Linked DNA regions of Oryzias latipes: region 2 is linked to region 1. The links are chromatin contacts, called in public Hi-C maps. All regions are on one chromosome and are shown on one strand. The core of a region is the stretch at or near the end of the contact, and the rest is flanking DNA. Distances in the headings are between cores, read along the strand shown. Region 1 overlaps diaph1 (protein diaphanous homolog 1). Region 2 overlaps LOC101169865 (protocadherin gamma-A11).

Region 1 (4,082 bases), core at 1,029-3,528:
GCAAGCCAATGAGCAGTTTGAAAAACTGGACCTGCTGCACAAGAACATGGAGAAACAATATAACGATCTCGGAGATTATTTTGTTTTTGACCCAAAGAAGATATCTGTGGAGGAATTTTTCAGTGACCTAAACAACTTTAAAAACATGTTCCAGGTGCGGATTTGGGTTTTTGCATGTTAAAAAATAGTGTTTTAAGTTTCTTCTGATAAAAAAAGTCTTTTTAAAGCTCTATGATACAAAAGAACAGTGGAGCTAGTCCAGAGTTCCTTACATAAAAACCCCTTTGCACAGCTCTGTGTTGGCATAATAAACATGAACTATAACATCATTTTCTTCTGTCATAACTTAAAAAAAGTTCTCCCAGAAAGTAAACCCATTTACATGTCTGCACTCTTAATTATTTATAATCTTTATTCTTCTTTTTACTCACAGCAAGCGGTAAAAGAGAATCAAAAGAGGAAGGAGGCTGAAGAAAAGATCAAAAGAGCCAAACTGGCTCGAGAAAAAGCAGAAAAAGAGAAAGAGGAGAAACTCAAGAGGAGCCAATTACCTAACATCAACACAGGTCACAAATGTTCATGTTTTTTTACTTTTCTGACCAAAAGAAAAAGAATCATTTCTCATCCCTCACCCTGTATTTCTCTCTGATTCCTGTTGGGGGCACTCAGAGTCCACACTTGTGCTGAACATCTGTGTGTGTGCTTGAATGTTTGTGTGTGTAAAACTCCAGTTCATTAGTATTTCTAGACCAGAGATAATCTAATGATGTTTACATGATTGAAGAAGACAAACAACATGGATACTTTCATTTATAACTTTATAACGTTTGAGCTTGTGGATTTTCTTTTCAAAAAACACTCTTCTTTTAAACTGTTTAATGCTATTCCTTAAAAAAGCCTTCTGGCACATTGTCCCATAACATATACCCGTGACCACTCTCTCATCCCTGCATGCACACAGTGAGCTCTCACATCCAGCCTTGTGGCCACATTTATGTTCCCAGACTTTTTTTTTCTTCGTCTTTTAGACTGTGACCTACTTTCAGTGCATTTCTCCCCTCTTGGGCTCAACTTGGGTTCTCCAGAGATTCAGCTTTCCACACTCAAATTTTTCTACAGTGTCAGTGCATTTTTGTGACTATAATTCCTGATGCTTACTTTCAAACTCTTTTGTTTATCTTAACTTTTGGAAAGAGGCTGTTCCTAAAAAAACAGTTTTGGCTCATTATCCTGATGGCTCATGCTCTAGCTGGCATCTCCTCATCTCACGCTCTTTTTTTCTTCTATTTGTTTTTTTTTACTTTACCTCTCTGGTTATTTTATTTAGAATAAAGGATGATTCTCCTTTTATTACCCGTTATCTCTGTCTTTAGAATCTAAAGCTGCATCCCAGTTGCTAAAACTCACGTTCAGCCTGTCAGACACATATGAAACATAGTAGTGCTTCAAAGAGAAGTGTTGGGGGTGTGTTAGTGGGCCAGAGACCATTTACATACAGGTGGCTTATTTGACTCTCCTGCAGTCGTCTCATCCAAAGCTCCTATTTGAATTAAACCACATTTAAATGTCTCTTGTATGAACTTGATCTTTGTTCAGAATTTGTTTACAACCCTCATAAGTAAAAAGGTTGTTTAAAACAGCAGCTGAAAGGAGCCATTTAACTGCTGCTCATGTTTTTTTCCCCACCTGTTGGCTCCCATACTTTTGCTATCTCTGGAATTCACCCTGCATTGGCGTTTCTTTTTGACTGCAAACCTTAAATCTCAGTTATTTGTTTAACCTTGAGAAGGTCAGTGTGTGTTTTCAGTTTGTGGCCTTTAGGTTTGGAATCTCACAGGCTCATTACAACACATACACAGACACACAAAGACAGACATACACTCAAACTGTGTGAATGTGCTGTATGGCTGTGGATCGTTCTTCTGAAAGTCTTTCTGGATTGCTCCTCATCGCATATGTTAGTGATTGAATAAATATGTACATTTACAGTGTCTTATTTATATCATGTACTTGGACATTTTTCATCACACTAAACAAAGTACTGAGCCAGTAATCTTCTACCACACCCAACAGCTCAGTGAGATGTTTGTTCTAATTACATCTGACAGGAGAGCTTGTCATAAATTCAACTTTTGGGAGCTGAAATCCTTCTTTTCTGAAGCTAGGTGTCAGTCGTGTCTGCAAAAAGACTGCATGTTGTCACATGAGGTAAAGGGTGTGTGCAGTTGTGGCCTGACCATCTCCTTCCTCTGTTATGGGAACTGCCACAGGGAGTGCTCGTGCTCCACAGATGGGATGGCAGCGTGGGGGAAGGGACGGCCCAGAGTAGGGCAGCAGATGCTCAGCGGCGGATTAGACTATGTGGTGTCTCTGGAAAGGGGGTTAGAGCAAGGGAGGAGAAAAGCAGCACACAGGAAAAGATGAAAAAGGATAAGTCTGGGGTGCCTGATGTTTTACAGCAAGCTGATTTGGAAAAAAAATATAACTACGGGCACATGAAAAAATAAAGATCCCGTTTAAGTCAGCATAGCTGTTGTGTTTAAAAGGCAATGATCTTTCCCTCTTTGTCATTTCTCATTACATTTCAGTGCAGTTGTTTTGTCTCCTCTGCTATTGTGTGAACTTCCATTGGGGGTGCTAGTGCTCCTTAGAAGACACTGGACCACTGTGTGTTTGTGTTCCACAAAGATGGTCTGTCTCATTAAAGTAGATCGGATCAAGAGGAAGACCTTTAAAATCTCACCCTGTAATACTATTAAACACAATAATCTGTCTTAACTTCTTATTTGCTTTAGGTTGCTACTCTGGTGTTGTTGTCATGCACTGTCAAATGTGTAAAGATTAATTCCCTGTCTGTACTATTCCTAACAAAGAAACCAGTATGGTTTATACCGCCATTACTGTATTGATGATCATGTGGTCAATTATAGAATTATTACAAATTTGTGTGCACATTTTAATACAAACATTTTTGTTTTTCCACTTGAAGTCTGATTTATTGCTGATAATTTTGACAAATCTTTATGGTTAGGAAAACTTATACAGTGCCTTGTTTAAAAGTAAGGCTGTCTTTCACAACTTCACAAATAGGAGTTGTTTGTATTTTGTTATAGAGAGCTTGAAGCCTAGAACATGTCCAGTTGAGGCTGGATTTTTACTCTGACAACAAAGACTATGTTTAGTGCACAACCATTTCTTTATTCTTTCTGTTCATTTTCACAAATAGGTCAGTGTGTCTGTGCTTCCAGTGTTTTAGTCTACTCATGTGGTTACTCCAAGTAAAACTGAGTAAACACTGTCTTTATATTATGGATAATAAATGGATTTGTGCAGTTCCTGGGGTTGAACATTGAGGGGTGTGTGTGAGCTATAGAAAACTGAGGAGTGTGTGACAGAAACTTTCTCAGACATGACAAGTGAGACCACAGGCCATCTGCCCTTTGGATTACTGCAGGATTAAACTGTATGTGTGTGTGTGTGTGTGTGTGTGTGTGTGTGTGTGCTGTGTTTGTGATTGGGAGCTAGAGATGTGACAACACAAACCTTTAACCCCCCCAACACTACTGCCTCATCCGCTGTGCACTCTGCCTGTATTCTGGTTGAAATGGAAATGATTGAAACCATCTGTCTGAAGGCTGAGCTTTGCTACTGAACGCTGCCCACCGTGTTGCCCATAGCCCTGAGAGTGAGCGCCCCACTTAGTTTGGAGCACATTCACTTGAGTTTGAGGCAGTGCGCAGAATGCAAATGTAAACAAATGCGCAAACAAAGAGACCCCATATGTGGCCTGTAGTTACATGTAGTATTGTACGCCAAATCGCACACTCAGTCTGAGGTTTTATGTAAATGTTGTTCCTGAGTGTTTATTCTATTTTGAAGGGAATGTTTTACAACGTTAAGAGGTTTGCTTCTTGAAATCGTACAGTGTAGGTTTCAGTTTGATTGGGTCCCTGCCTGGCTGGCTTGGATCTGCCAGCTTCTTGTCGTATTTGTTTTAGCAGGCAGAGAGAAAATAATAAAACTCCCACTGATTTGCCACTTACTAGAGAGGTACATGATGTGAATCTGGGCATGTTTATGAA
Region 2 (4,082 bases), core at 1,030-3,529, 43 kb after region 1:
ATGTGCTGCATTATTAAAAGAGCTTTCCTGCTCCAAGGACTGATGGGAAGAAACCAGAGAACGCCGGAAAAACTAAAAAGACAGAATCCAGCTCAAGTTCCAGCACAAAAGCAGCAGATATAGTTGGGATTAAAGTGACTGAAGCATCTGTCAACATCCAGATGAGAAAGCTCAGATGAATGGAAACTTATTGAAACCACAGGAAGAAGGAAGTACATCTTCTTAAAACAAATCTAATGGAAAGTAAAGCTGCGTTATTAAGCAAACAAAACAGAAAGTGAATGAAAATAAGAACCACAAGCCTCCCACTTTGTAAACGTACAATACAGTCTAAAGTTGACTCATCAATGAATTCATGTGGGCGGGACTGTCAGCCTGTTGGAGTTGTATGAAGAGAAAAGCTCAGATCAGTGGTAGCAAACATCCACAGAAAAAGGCCCAGCATTCCAGCTGTGCGATCTCCCACCATGCATATTCAAACCTGCACTTTTCAGGTCTGAAGTCAAATCCATATGCAGGAATCTGAAACACTTTCTACATCAAAACCTACACAGTGCATATCAATACAAAGCTTTTGATGCTCAAGAAGGCTGTTTATCATATTTAACATGCAGAGGTTGCCATGTTTTCCCACAAGTGTAATGAAAGTGAAGGTCAGAAAGTGAGTCAGACTTCCATACACTACATGCCAAACTAAAAGCTTCACAAGACATCAATCTTCTATCAGATAAATCAAAGTACTTGAGGGCTCTGTGTGGATTACAGTCATACTAAGTTACACCTTCATGTAGTGTACAGGTGGTGCTGATAAATCACTGCAGAAACTGGGTTGATCCTCACATGGGAACAGATGGAGGCCAGCAACTCCATTTTCCATCCTGAGTCTGAACTTTACTCAAACATCTTGTTTACCCATTGTAACTTTTAAGATTTATTCAGTTATGTTAAAGAATGATAAATGGGTGACATGATTTAAAATATGCTTCAAATTTTACTACATGAAACCACCTGTGTCTTCGCTGCCAGTAAAAAAAAAAAAAATATGACTTACAATTGTAGTAAAACAGTCAGGAATGAACCACTAAAAAAGATTTTTGTTAAAGTGCTGCAACTGACTTTCAGACAGACATTCATATGACAGCATTTAACCTTCACATGCCAAAGACAGCATCTTCGTATTGAACATGCCAGTGGAAATTTGGCTTCCAAAACGTTTCCCATCTGAGATGAGTTTGCACTGTCATGACTGATTACCATGATGCTTCATTTTAAAGGGGGGTTAAAAACTGCTCAGTTTGACCCAACAAAGCCTTTAACTAGATTCACTATTTGAACCAAATGAAAATGATGGTTTAAAAAATGCTACTCTAACATCAAGTCAGTCTATGTTGGCAAAATTTGACATTTTATAAATGACACTATAAATGACAAATGGTCAGAGTTGAGAAGCAAAGGTTGTTAGTTTTGTTTTTACTAGGGATCAAAGTGATTAGTCAAATCTAGAAACAACTAAAAGACTGTAAGACATGTCCCGAAATGCTAAAGCTAATGATTCGTTTCACTGCAGTCACTTCCACCCAAACCTTTGAAGTTTGCACATGGATGAACAGGGTGTGCCAGAACAGCAAACAACAGATGTAAAAGGAATATAAAGAGGGACAGTGGGGAGGAACTAAAGCCTCGGGGTCCTACTAAAATTACACTCTACTGCAGGGCTTCTTTTTTGTTTTGTTTTGCTCACAGTGATTGTTTATGCTCTGCAGCCATGCTGATCTGTGCCTTCTGTCACCATTACACACATGCATGAAGCTGTTCTCTCTTCCCTGTTTTCTCTCCCTTTTTTCTTTTGTGCTGATTGCACACGTGCCACTGGGACAGGGAAGACAGATGGCACCCTGCTGACCTCAGGGACCGCATAGATCAAAGCTCTATGTATAAAAGCACCAGCTCACACAAAGGAAGCCTACGCAGAAGGTAAAGATAACATCAGGAAATTTGCATCTTTTTATCTTGTATCAAAATGAAGCATTATTGACATCCTTTCACAGACGACTATCAGATGTTTTCCTCCAGTACTTTCTACACATTCAGCCAGTCAATTTCTGATTGTGCTTCACCAAACATGTAAAAATTTAAAGGATGACCCCAAATCTGAATGAATAAAAGCTCCATGATTTAGATAAAAGAGGGAATGGCCTCTCGCTCTGAGCTCTGGAACCAATCAACTAAGAGTTCAAAGGACAACAGGAAGTCAGGGGTCAGACTAATGACCCCACAAATTCCTGTTTTTCAGCTACTGCTTTAGTCTTCACTCTGTCCCTCCACCCTCTAACCTCCAAATCTCTCCCTCTGTCATCCTGTTCCTCTTGGTCTCCTAGCATTAAACTGAGTCCCCCTCATCTGGACATCTCCTAGCCATCTGTTAGTTGGCTGCTAATGTTTTCCCGTTTCCTCTTCCTTTGCCACTTCAGCTTTATATTTTCTCTTCTCTGTCCAACTTTTTAGTCCTAAAGGGAAACACTTTTCACCCAAACTGCTTCATCTCAAATCATCACCATAAGTCTTAACTTCTAAAAGGATTAATGAACTATAATGTTTGCCTTTTTCATTTTCCAAAACCCTTAGGTCATTTTTTCAAGAACAGATTTTCAAAAACGAATTCTGCAAAGGTGGAATCAAATGCTTCTGTCAGGAATCAGATGTAAGATCTTTGTTAGGAACATAAAAAAAAAAAAAACATTTCTAAAAATTATGGATTTCCAAAACTATTCAAATGGAAACATCTGCATGAAAAATATTCCAACATTTCATCCCATCCTGTCCCAACGAAGGCCTCACCTCACTGACTGAGTTCATAGGCTCCTTCCTGCTGAGTGTCATGTTAAGTGTGTTGTTCTGACTCAGCATGGGAGTCTTCATAAATACAAAGTCACTTCTACTTGAGATGGTGGAGTAGCAGGGCCTGTAGGTTCGTGCATATGGCTCCTGGGCGCCTCCTACAACCTCCATATATCGAATCGGTCCATCAGTGTTAAGCTGCAGGTGAAGGTCTTTGCTGGGCCTCTGATGGTAGCGGCTCGAACTGTGGCGACCGTAGCAGCAGCACTCAGAGTCCCCAAACCCTGGGCCGCGGTGTCGCAGGCAGCGTACCATAAGAACAAAAAACGTGATGAAGGACACTGCTGACACGCAGGCCAAAGAAATGATGAGATAAAAAGTGATATCCGGCATCCCAGTGCTGGGATAGAAGCGGTCAGGGGTTGCTGGAGGATTATTGGCTGTGCTCTTTTCATCCACAGTTACTGTAATGTTCACAGAGCTAGATTTTGGTGGGTCACCATTATCCTGGATAATGACTGTTATGTCATATGTTGACCCCTCTTCCTCCTCAGCCCACTTTCGGGTGGTTCGGAGCTCCCCAGTGTGGGCCCCAATGCGAAACATGCCGGCATTTGGTCCTGGGGCGATTGAGTAAAACAACCAGGCATTGTGCCCACTGTCTGCATCCACTCCGACCAGCTTGCTTACAACATGCCCAGGCCCAATAGACGGGGGCACCGTAAGCTGCAGTCTTTTGTCTTTAGGGAAGGAGGGATGAACAATCACTGGTGCATTGTCATTCACGTCCACCACAAACACATGCACAGTGACATTATTTGTCCGTGGGGGTACCCCGGCATCTTGGGCCTGCACCTCAATACGGAAAGCATTAAGCTGTTCGTGATCTAAGGAGCGCAAGCTGTGGATGTGCCCAGTCTCCGGGTTGATGTACACATAAGATGCTATGGGCGAGCCCTGCACCATGCTGGGGAGGATGGAGTAGGTGATGCGAGCGTTTTCGGCCAGGTCTGGGTCGGTGGCAGAGACGGCGGCGATGGGGGAGCTGGGGACGTTGTTCTCTGGAATGTCTACAGAGTAAGAGGCCTGAGAGAATATGGGAGCATTGTCATTTACATCAGAGAGCTTTACTGTAAAGGTGGTCTGCGATGACAGAGGAGGGGAGCCAGCATCAGTGGCTTTGATGACCACTGTGTACTCTGGGACAGTCTCTCGGTCCAGCTTGCCTGCAGTGGTGAGGCTGT

The links. Hi-C and Micro-C count contacts between places; a contact is called where the count stands out from the background.
Region 2: a contact with region 1 is called in a Hi-C map of gastrula embryo, with 1.8 times the contacts expected there. The contact joins two enhancer-like sites. A contact is called at or near these places in 3 of 5 Hi-C or Micro-C datasets (embryo, fibroblasts and gastrula embryo).

The regions. Positions count from the first base shown.
Region 1 is chr10:14,733,488-14,737,569 of ASM223467v1, forward strand. diaph1 (protein diaphanous homolog 1) reads left to right here. Exons shown (of 27, transcript XM_011480127.3): 24 at 1-154; 25 at 434-566. Among protein-coding and RNA genes, the nearest start is that of LOC101173604, 60 kb to the right of the region's middle. Within about 2 kb of position 2,279, at least 5 of the 8 cell types and tissues checked have an H3K27ac peak or open chromatin away from gene starts, as enhancers often do. A contact at or near this core is called in gastrula embryo, where this site is marked.
Region 2 is chr10:14,776,407-14,780,488 of ASM223467v1, forward strand. All of the region lies in intron 1 of LOC101169865 (protocadherin gamma-A11), which reads right to left. Among protein-coding and RNA genes, the nearest start is that of LOC101173604, 17 kb to the right of the region's middle. Within about 2 kb of position 2,280, at least 5 of the 8 cell types and tissues checked have an H3K27ac peak or open chromatin away from gene starts, as enhancers often do. A contact at or near this core is called in gastrula embryo, where this site is marked.